Linked DNA regions of Columba livia: region 1 is linked to region 2. Evidence: chromatin contacts called from public Hi-C data. All regions are on one chromosome and are shown on one strand. The core of a region is the stretch at or near the end of the contact, and the rest is flanking DNA. Distances in the headings are between cores, read along the strand shown.

Region 1 (4,340 bases), core at 523-3,022, 150 kb before region 2:
CTGCAGGAGGGAATATCCTAAACCACGGCTGACTGTGAGACAGCGGGTTCAGCTGCCATATCTAGTTTGGCAGCTCACTCTGAGTTTCTAAATGATCCACATTTTTGTGCCTATAAATAACGACGGCAGCAAAAATCCTGACTATTGTTGTGCCGTCTGTCTCTGGAGCAAGCCCAGTCTTGTGATCTAACTGCTTCACCAAGGAGCTCCTGCTTTTTGGCTTGTTCTCTATATGTTGCATTTCAGCCTGATCTTCTGCCTGTGCTACCAGGGGGTCCTCGTGTCAGGGTGACCATGAGGGACACTGCAGAGAGCTGTGGGTCCCAGGGGGGCCCTGCTCTGAAGGGACATGAGGAAAGAAAAGTTTTACACTGAGGGTGGTGAAACCCTGGCCCAGGTTGCCCGGAGAGGTGGTGGATGCCCCATCCCTGGAGACATCCCAGGCCAGACTGGATGGGGCTCTGAGCAACCTGATCTGGGTGAAGATGTCCCTGCTTATGGCAGGGGTGGCACTGGATGAGCTTTGAAGGTCCTTTCCAACCTAAATTCTATGATTCTATGACAACCTACTTGCAGCTGCAATGCCACTGCCCCTTCCACACCACTGGGCCAGTTTTGTGGTGGGGTCTGCATCATTTATATTGGACATGCACACCATGATCATGCGATGGACACATCAGACCATCACCCAGCTGGTGACCCAACACCTGGACTCTTCAGTACTTGGCCCTTGGGACCTGTCTGTTCTTGCAAGCAGAGGTATTTTGGAATATGTTTATTATTCTAGAACAGTATGGTCAGTCCATTATATTGTCAATACCTGCTTGAATCCGGAGACACTGCTGCGTGCAGGATGTGCTGCTTAATTAAAATGTTCTTTCTGCTGGATGACCATGTCCTTAAAGAAGCTGAACCGTGAAAAAAATGGTAATACTGCAGCTTGGTTTTGCATCTTCAAATAGGGCTTTCTTCAGCTCTGAAAGTCATGTGCAGCTGGTTTTGTGGCTGAGCTTCAGCCTTGGCAGTGCTGCGATATCAGGGGTTGCCTTGCAGGAGGGTTTGGCACTTCCAGCCTTAGGGGGCAGGTGGCGATGCTGAACATGGGCACTTCAGGGAGAACATTGCAGCACAAAAATAATTATTAAAAAAAAAATCAGAAAAATATCACCTTAATTTTACCAATAAATGGTTTTAACTGAGTATTAAAAAGAGGTGCTTTTAACATACTGGAATAGCAGTTTAACAAAAAGCGCTTTAACAAGGGGGTTTCAGCCCGATGCTTAACAGCTACAAGGGGGGCAAACATTTGGCATTTCTGTTTTCCTAACCTCCTGAGAACACACCAGCAAGATTCCTCTTAATTGAACCCTTAAACTTTTAATGCGGTCCCTGGACTGATATGCATTTGCCATATGTTTTACTTCGCTGTTAAATGGTTGACTAAGGCCTTTACTTGGCCTGTTAAACTGAATTGATGACATTTTAATATTGCACAGGGAATACCGCAGCCAAATAGAAAACAGACATCTGTGGCTCTGAAACGGGTCAATCCTGGCTCTGGGCTGAGGACCCAGACCAGGGAGCTGAGTTCTTGTTATTGGAACAGTGTAAATAACACGGCAAGAGCAGGAGAGTGTTTTCAGCAGTGGCTTTGGATGTTCATACCTGGTTATAACTCATAATCTAAGGTCTCTAAAAGCACTTTATAAATCATCAGTGTGAAATCTGTTTTCCATACTGGTCTGTAACAAATGGCTAAAATGAACGGCTTCTTCCACTGCATAAATACACCTGGTTTGTCTGCTGGAGAGGCGGATATGCTCTCTCTCTGCAAGACCAAACTTGGTTTGGTGGTTTTTCAGTCAGTTATGGAAGACATGGGCCGAGATTACTGTCTACTAAAAGCATGACAGGATGAACATATTTCTTTAAGCTATGAATTTGGCTCTCTAAAAGGGCTAAGGGAACAATTGACATTTATTTTAATGGACCCCATTATTGCTCCATGACATTAGCATCCACAAGGCAGTCACAGTGCTGAGTAAGCGTTATGGCGCTGAGAGAGTCTTGAGTTATTTTCTGAGAGGTGGAACATTTTCAAGAGGAGGTATGGAAAACACCCTGTGGTTTAGGGCACTTTCCAAGAGCTGGAACTATTGGCTTGATTCCCCCTCTCTTCTTTTCCAGCTTGAGTGGTAATTGGAGTTTGTACCCCGTGTCCTGGGAGCTTTGCTGCTTACAGTTGGCTGCATGGTGGGTCTTGACCTGTTGGCAGTGGCAGTACTCAGGTTATCCAAAACATGCATTTGATCATAGATCATAGAATCATTTCGGTTGAAAGAGACCCTCAGGATCATTGAGTCCAACCATAACTAAACTCTAGCACTAAGCCATGTCTCTAAGAACATTGTCTATATGCCTTTTATACACCTCCAGGGGTGGTGACTCCATCACTGCCCTGGGCAGCCTGTTCCAATGCTTCACAGCTCTCCCTGTGAAGAATTTTTTCCTGATATCCAATCTGAACCATCCCTGGTGTAACATGAGGCCATTTCCTCTTGTCCTGTCACTTGCTACTTGGAGAAGAGACCAACCCCCTCCATGCTAATTCCCCCTCAAGGCACTTAAGTCCCTTTTAAAATTCATCTTTCTGTGGCTTGCCCAAGGTTGTTGAGGAAATCAGTGGCAGAGCAAAAGTTAAACACTGCTCCTCTGCCTTGAAAGTCTTGCCTTGGCCATGCTGTTGTGTTTGCAGGGAGGTGTGATGGTCCCGCGTGTCTCGCACCTCCCTGCTCACCAGCATGAGGGTCCTGGGAAGAATTGTGGGGTTGTGTGGTAGCACTCAGACTGTAAGTATCATCTGTAATTACTTCAGTAATACTAATTTATTTGCCATATCTGGTGTGAGTGAGACCTCGTTTGGTGTGCAGCCAACCAGAAACTGCCTTATCAGCAGAGCTGTCAGACCATCTAGCTGTGAATATTTCCCCTCTTAGCACTTTTATTCAGTCTCTTCCTTTGGACCAGCACATTAGCAGTTTACTGTTTTGAATGCGTTGGCTTGGGAGACTCAATGCTTCCCAGGCAGTGCCTGATCTGAGGACAACGATTTTTAATACTGTTTCTTCTCTTTTCTACCTCAGAATTGCTCTCGTGCAGACAACCAGTTGCACAGGTATTTTTTCTCAAATACTTGTGCATCAGTGTGTGGGCACCAAGGTGCTGGCAGGCAACTGTTTGACAAAAGTGGGGATCCTGCAAAATCTCACCTGTGTGTTACACATGCACACAAGGCACAGACTCTTCAAAAGCTAAAATAACAGCATTCTTCATCACTGAGCAGGCTCCATGATGCTCGGGTATCACCTGCACTGCGAAGTGCCTGGAGTAGCTATTTTAGATGTTTCCTACAGATATCATAGAACAGTTTGGGTTGGAAGGGACCTTCAAAGCTCATCCAGTGCCACCCCTGCCATGAGCAGGGACATCTTCACCCAGATCAGGTTGCTCAGAGCCCCGTCCAGCCTGGCCTGGGATGTCTCCAGGGATGGGGCATCCACCACCTCTCTGGGAAACCTGGGCCAGGGTTTTACCTGCCTTGTTGTAAAACATTTCTTCTTCATGTCTAGTCTGAATCTCTCCTCTTTTAGTTAAAATCATCATGCCTTGTCCTATTGCAACAGGCCCTGCTAAAAAGTCTGTCCTCATCTTTCTTAGCAGCCCCTTTTAAGTACTGAAAGGCCTCAGTAAGGTCTCCCTGGAGTCTTCTCCAGCTGAACACCCCAACTCTCTCAGCCTGTCCTCCCAGCAGAGCTGTTCCAGCCTCGGATCATTCCTGTGGCTCCTCTGGCCCCTCTCCAGCAGGTCCATGTGTGTCCTGTGCTGAGGACCCCAGAGCTGGACCAGCACTGCAGGTGGGGTCTCACCAGAGCGGAGCAGAGGGGCAGAATCACCTCCCTGACCTGCTGCCCACGCTCCTTGTGATGCAGCCCAGGACACCATTGGCTTCTGGGCTGCAAGCGCACATTGCTGGCTCATGTCCGATCTCTCATCCACCAGCTCCCCCAAGTCCTTGTCAGCAGGGCTGCTCTCAATCCTTTCATCCCCAGCCTGGATTGATACTGGGGGTTGCACTGACCTGGGTGCAGGACCTTGAACTTGGCCTTGTTGAACCTCACAAGGTTTGTATGGGTCCACTTCTCAAGCTTCTCCTCCTGGATGGCATCCTGTCTGTGCCAGAATAAAAGTCTCTTCAGTGCAATCTAATTGTTGTGCTGTACAAATTGCATCACTACCTTGGCTCATCTTTCTTCATAACCTTAGGATGACTGCTGGTTGCA
Region 2 (4,637 bases), core at 555-3,054:
AGAACCTTTTCCTCATGTCCAACCTGAACCTCCCCTGGCACATCTTCCTGTCATTCCCTGTCACTGGTCGCCAGAGAGAATTGCTCAGCACCTGCCCCTCCTCCTCCCCTTGTGAGGAAAGAACGATTCACTCCCCAAGGCAGGTTTGCACTTCAGTGCTGCTTGTAGCCAAATTAATAATAAGGTTTGGCCAAGTTCTGCATAGGTTGGAACCTGACTTTTGGCTCAGCTTCTGCCTGAGAAAGAGCAAGATTTTGGCATTCCTTTCAGCAGCTTTGCTTCTGGGGCTGTTGCTCCCATTCCAGCAAACAAGCCATGGGTGGCTCTCCTCCAGAGTGAGCATACCTGTGGGTCTTGTGAGTTGTGGCAGGAGGGTGACATGGGGTTGGATTTAAGTAGGTGAAGAGTCAGAATTTGTGAGAGTTTTGCAGCCTATGCAATTAATTCTTAACGACAGAGGTAGCATGAATGTCACCACTGCAGCACATGGCTGTGCCTGGGGACATGCAGAAGTTCAAGGTAATGCACAACTCTGCCCCTTGAGGGGTGGATCATACTGAACCATACCAAGATTGTGCTGGATTGTGCTTGGAGCTTCTCCTTTCAATAATCCAACTGCCCTCACTGAAATGAATGGGAGGGTGAAACTGGTGTTTTGAATGTGATTTGGGTTGGGTGTTGAAACCCAACATTATTTGAGATCACCTCTCTTACATTCTCCCTTTGACATCCAAAAAAGTTACTATGGACAAGTGCTATCATGTAGATGTGATGAACATATGATATGATTAACACTCCACAGTTCAGATGAGAGTTCAGGTCTCTCTTCAGCAGAAGATCTTTTTCTACCCAATATCCAGAAGTGCTGGAAGAGAACTTCCCCAGAGGAGCCCTTGGTTCTTCAAATCACTTGGTTTATCTGTCCTTAAAAGCATTTGAAAAAGTGATGAGTCCTGTATGAATTAGAAATTGCAGAAGGTTTTCTGAAAGGCAATAGAAATACACTGAAAGACAGTAAAACTAAGCTGGCCCAGCAGATAGAGACTTGGACTTGGGACACTGGAGTCTAATTCCCTTTTCTGTCACTGGCTTCCTGGTGAGTCACCGAAAGCCAAATACTTAAAAATATGAGTGTTAGTCCCATTTGTAAAGTAAGGATAACACCATTTTCATCGATCACAGTGGTGCGGTGAGGCAGAGATCCTGGAGTATCACGATGCTACAGCAGTGGGGATTACACTAATAAAGCTCACGTTGTAGGAGAGACTGCTAACAAAGAATTTATAACTAGCAAATCAAGGAAAAGAAATACAGCAGTGAAATGTTCAGAATTGCTAACTGTGTGTTTAAAGGTTTGGGAAAATGCCTAGAGCTGCGAGTAGGTGCCAGAGAAATCAATTACGATAATAAAACTTCTGGGAAGAGGTGGAAATGCTGGACTGATCAAATCATGTGTAATTATGAGGAATATTTTCTGTCTTCTTGGTAACACGGAGCTGCAAGGAATGTGTGTGTTGCCTCCAGAAATGTTAGGGGCCAGGATGTCATTCTTTCAGAAACAAAACAGACAAGAACTGAAAGGGAAAAAGGGGGGAAAAGAAAACAAGAAAAAGGAAGAGAGAGAAAATAGAGGCCAAACCAAACAAATGCCTCACAGGTCACGGTGCAGCAGTGAGAGCTTTGAAAAGCAGCCAGGGGAAATTCCCTGAGAAGCCTCCTTCTGCTCAGGTAGGAATTCCTCACCCCTTACCTTTGTTTGGATCAGCTGAATCATGTTATATGGCCTTATTTTCCCCTCCAGCTGTACACCTTTAGTCTGCACACATCCGAGTGGATTACCAGGGATAAACAAGCCTCTACTCTTCTGTTCTTTTCTCCTGCCCTCATGTTCATGGTTGGAGCTTCTTTTCCAACGCAGTGGCCTCTGACAGAGCCACATTGAAGGGCAGTGGGCAGAGCCCATGAGGCCATCAGTGCTTGCTGCAGCAGACAGCCACGCAATTGCTCCTTTACTGACGTATTTAAAGGCAACGATTGACAAACTGCTGCTCATTGCAAAAAAATAATCATAAAACCCCAGTCCCGACAGCAAGTCGGCAGCACAATTACCTAAACTCTGTAGGAACTCCAGGTCACTGGTGGCTGTTCAAGGCTGTGCTGTTTCAAGATAAATTAATTGCCTCCTGGCTTTCCCCTGGCTCTGCAAGGATTTTCCTGGGTTCATCCACACAGAAAGCCAATGGGGAAAGTTGGGGCTGAGAGAGGAGAAACAGATGGGCCCTGTCTAGCAAAGCTTCATTTTCGTTGGCTCTGAACATCATGATCTCCTCATGCTGCAGGCAATTGAAAAGAAACAATAAAAAAAAGATAATAAACCCACATTGCAAGGCATCAGAATGAAAGGCTTTAATCTTGCTCTGCTGTTTGGGAGAAAGGCTGGCAATGCCACCCTGCTAAAGGCAGCATTAGCTGAGCTTCTCACAGTCTCACCCTTACAGGCTTCATCCAAACTGCAAGTTGGGTCCACAACTGCAGCCTCTGTTGTCCCTTAAAAGTGTTGATAGACAGTAGCAGGATGCCCACAGATACCAGTACGGGTTTTCTTGACTCTTATCCCTCATAGAAATGGAATGTAATTCTTATTCCTTATAGAAACAGCATGTGATTCTCTGTGGAATAATTGCTTTGGTCTATCACATGGCTTGTCCTCAGCACAGCAACCAAAAGCCCTGATGTGGTGGGTGTTCAGCATCATCCCAGAGCACTGTCCTGGTGGGTGCTCCCATCCCTCAGCAATATTTAAACACCTTTAAATCAGGCTATCTGCCTCCTCACACTACTTAGGATTCAGAACACTTCCTGGATGCTCTGCAGAAGGATCCCTTGAGATCCCACAGAAGAAAGGAAATCTTTACATTGTATTTTGTGTCTGTTGGCTCCGCAGTGATGCTATCATGTATCTCCTGGATTGCTGACATCTTGGCATTAATTCTGATCAGATTTCTTCACCAGCTCTATCCTGGTGTCTCAGATATGATTTATGCCTTTACTGACAGGTCCATCAATAGACAGTCTGCCCCATTAAAACAAGACTACCCCTCAGAGAAGCCCCTTTTTCTCAATATTTATAAGCCAGTTTGACCTAGATATTACAAAACCGAGTACTTTCAAAGAACACACCATGTGGGCAACTTCCATTTATAATCTGCAAAAGCCACCAGGGTGTATGACAATCTGATGTGCCATCCTACTGAACCTCTTCCTGATACCTGACTGGGATTAGGAGACCCTGTCCCTTAACCACAGTGTAATTTTACCAGGGGTATTAGAAGCTCATTGCAGCTTTTTCCAGAGATGGCATCATTTCAGTGAGGGGATGCTGTGGAGCACCATATTCCAGTGAGGTTCATAACCTGCATTGCAAGAGTATCCAAATGCCCTTCAGAAATGCCACCAGCAGTGTGTTTATTGCCTCTTTATATGTATATATATTTTTTTTTTAACTCCTCAAGTTAAAAGCTATTGCTTGTCAGGCTCTTTTCTTCTTCATGTACTTTATATGATCAGCTCTCAATAAGTGCACCATTTAAGCTTTAAGATGAAATCTGGAAATAGCACTCAGACCCCTGGAGAGTTCATTCCTGCAAACTAAAGATGCTTTCAGACCATTCTGCCTGATTGCATCCTGATACCGAATGATTCAAGAGAGCAATCCTTATTCACTTCTGCCGCTCTTTTGGTGAGGACTGTGACAGCACAGCACAGGGGGAAGCAGGCTGTTTGGCTTTTTATTTTATTTTGGTGTTTTTATCCCATTTTCCACCTCAGTCTGTACCTAATTCTCAGATACGTTAGCTCAAGCTAGGAAGTAACTGCTCTGATTTCAAGTGAGATGGGGTTTACTCAGCTGGCTGCCTGCTTTGCTCAATTATTAATGTTGGAGCACTATTGATTTTGCCTCCCTGAGCTTAGTGCTGAAAAATGGAAGTGGCAAGCAAAGGAACAAGGAGAAAACAGCATCTGCTTCCAACACAGTTCAGTCACCCGAAATCCAAGTGGCCCATGAATTACATTAACCTATGAAAAGTCATTCCCACAGAAGTTATTTTCTTCTTCTCAAATTCTTGTAGTTACTTTCACTCAAGATATTCTTTATTTCCCAGGTTCAAGGATGAGGTGTTTTCGGGTAATGGCTCTGGGCAAATTACACCTTTATGTGAGCTGTCTGTAATCTAGGAAGCTCTTTGAGATTTGGTCTGTAGATATGGCACTGAAGCACTTAGAGGCAAACAAGTTACAAAACCAAAGTGATATATTAGCCCTCAAACACAATCTTACCCCTCAGTCCCAAAATGGACTTTTCTGGCTACAGTCTTGGGCAGACTTTCGCTTTCAAAGAAAAAAGCAGAGAAAATGCCTGTTAAGAAGTTTACCTTTATGAGCCCTGCACATCCCAGCCCTAAGCTAAGCCACAGCTTACATCCTACACAAAAATGCTCCAGGACCCTAAAGCACCTTCGGACATGGTCTCTCTGCTGCCAAACAGTGCTGCCAAAACCCACTGTGTCCAGCTGGGACTCCAGCAGTGTCTGTGTTAGAGCCCAGCTCTGGCCTTGAGGAGAAACTACTGGGGATTC

Evidence for each region. A called contact is a pair of places that touch in the nucleus more often than the background predicts.
Region 1: a Hi-C map of crop shows a contact between it and region 2, with 6 times the contacts expected there. The contact joins two enhancer-like sites. A contact is called at or near these places in 2 of 2 Hi-C or Micro-C datasets (crop and liver).

The regions. Positions count from the first base shown.
Region 1 is chr1:204,699,248-204,703,587 of bColLiv1.pat.W.v2, reverse strand. All of the region lies in intron 3 of CAMK1D (calcium/calmodulin dependent protein kinase ID), which reads left to right. Among named protein-coding and RNA genes, the nearest start is that of CCDC3, 130 kb to the right of the region's middle. Within about 2 kb of position 1,772, at least 2 of the 3 cell types and tissues checked have an H3K27ac peak away from gene starts, as active enhancers do.
Region 2 is chr1:204,552,593-204,557,229 of bColLiv1.pat.W.v2, reverse strand. No RefSeq gene overlaps it. Among named protein-coding and RNA genes, the nearest start is that of OPTN, 13 kb to the right of the region's middle. Within about 2 kb of position 1,804, at least 1 of the 3 cell types and tissues checked has an H3K27ac peak away from gene starts, as active enhancers do.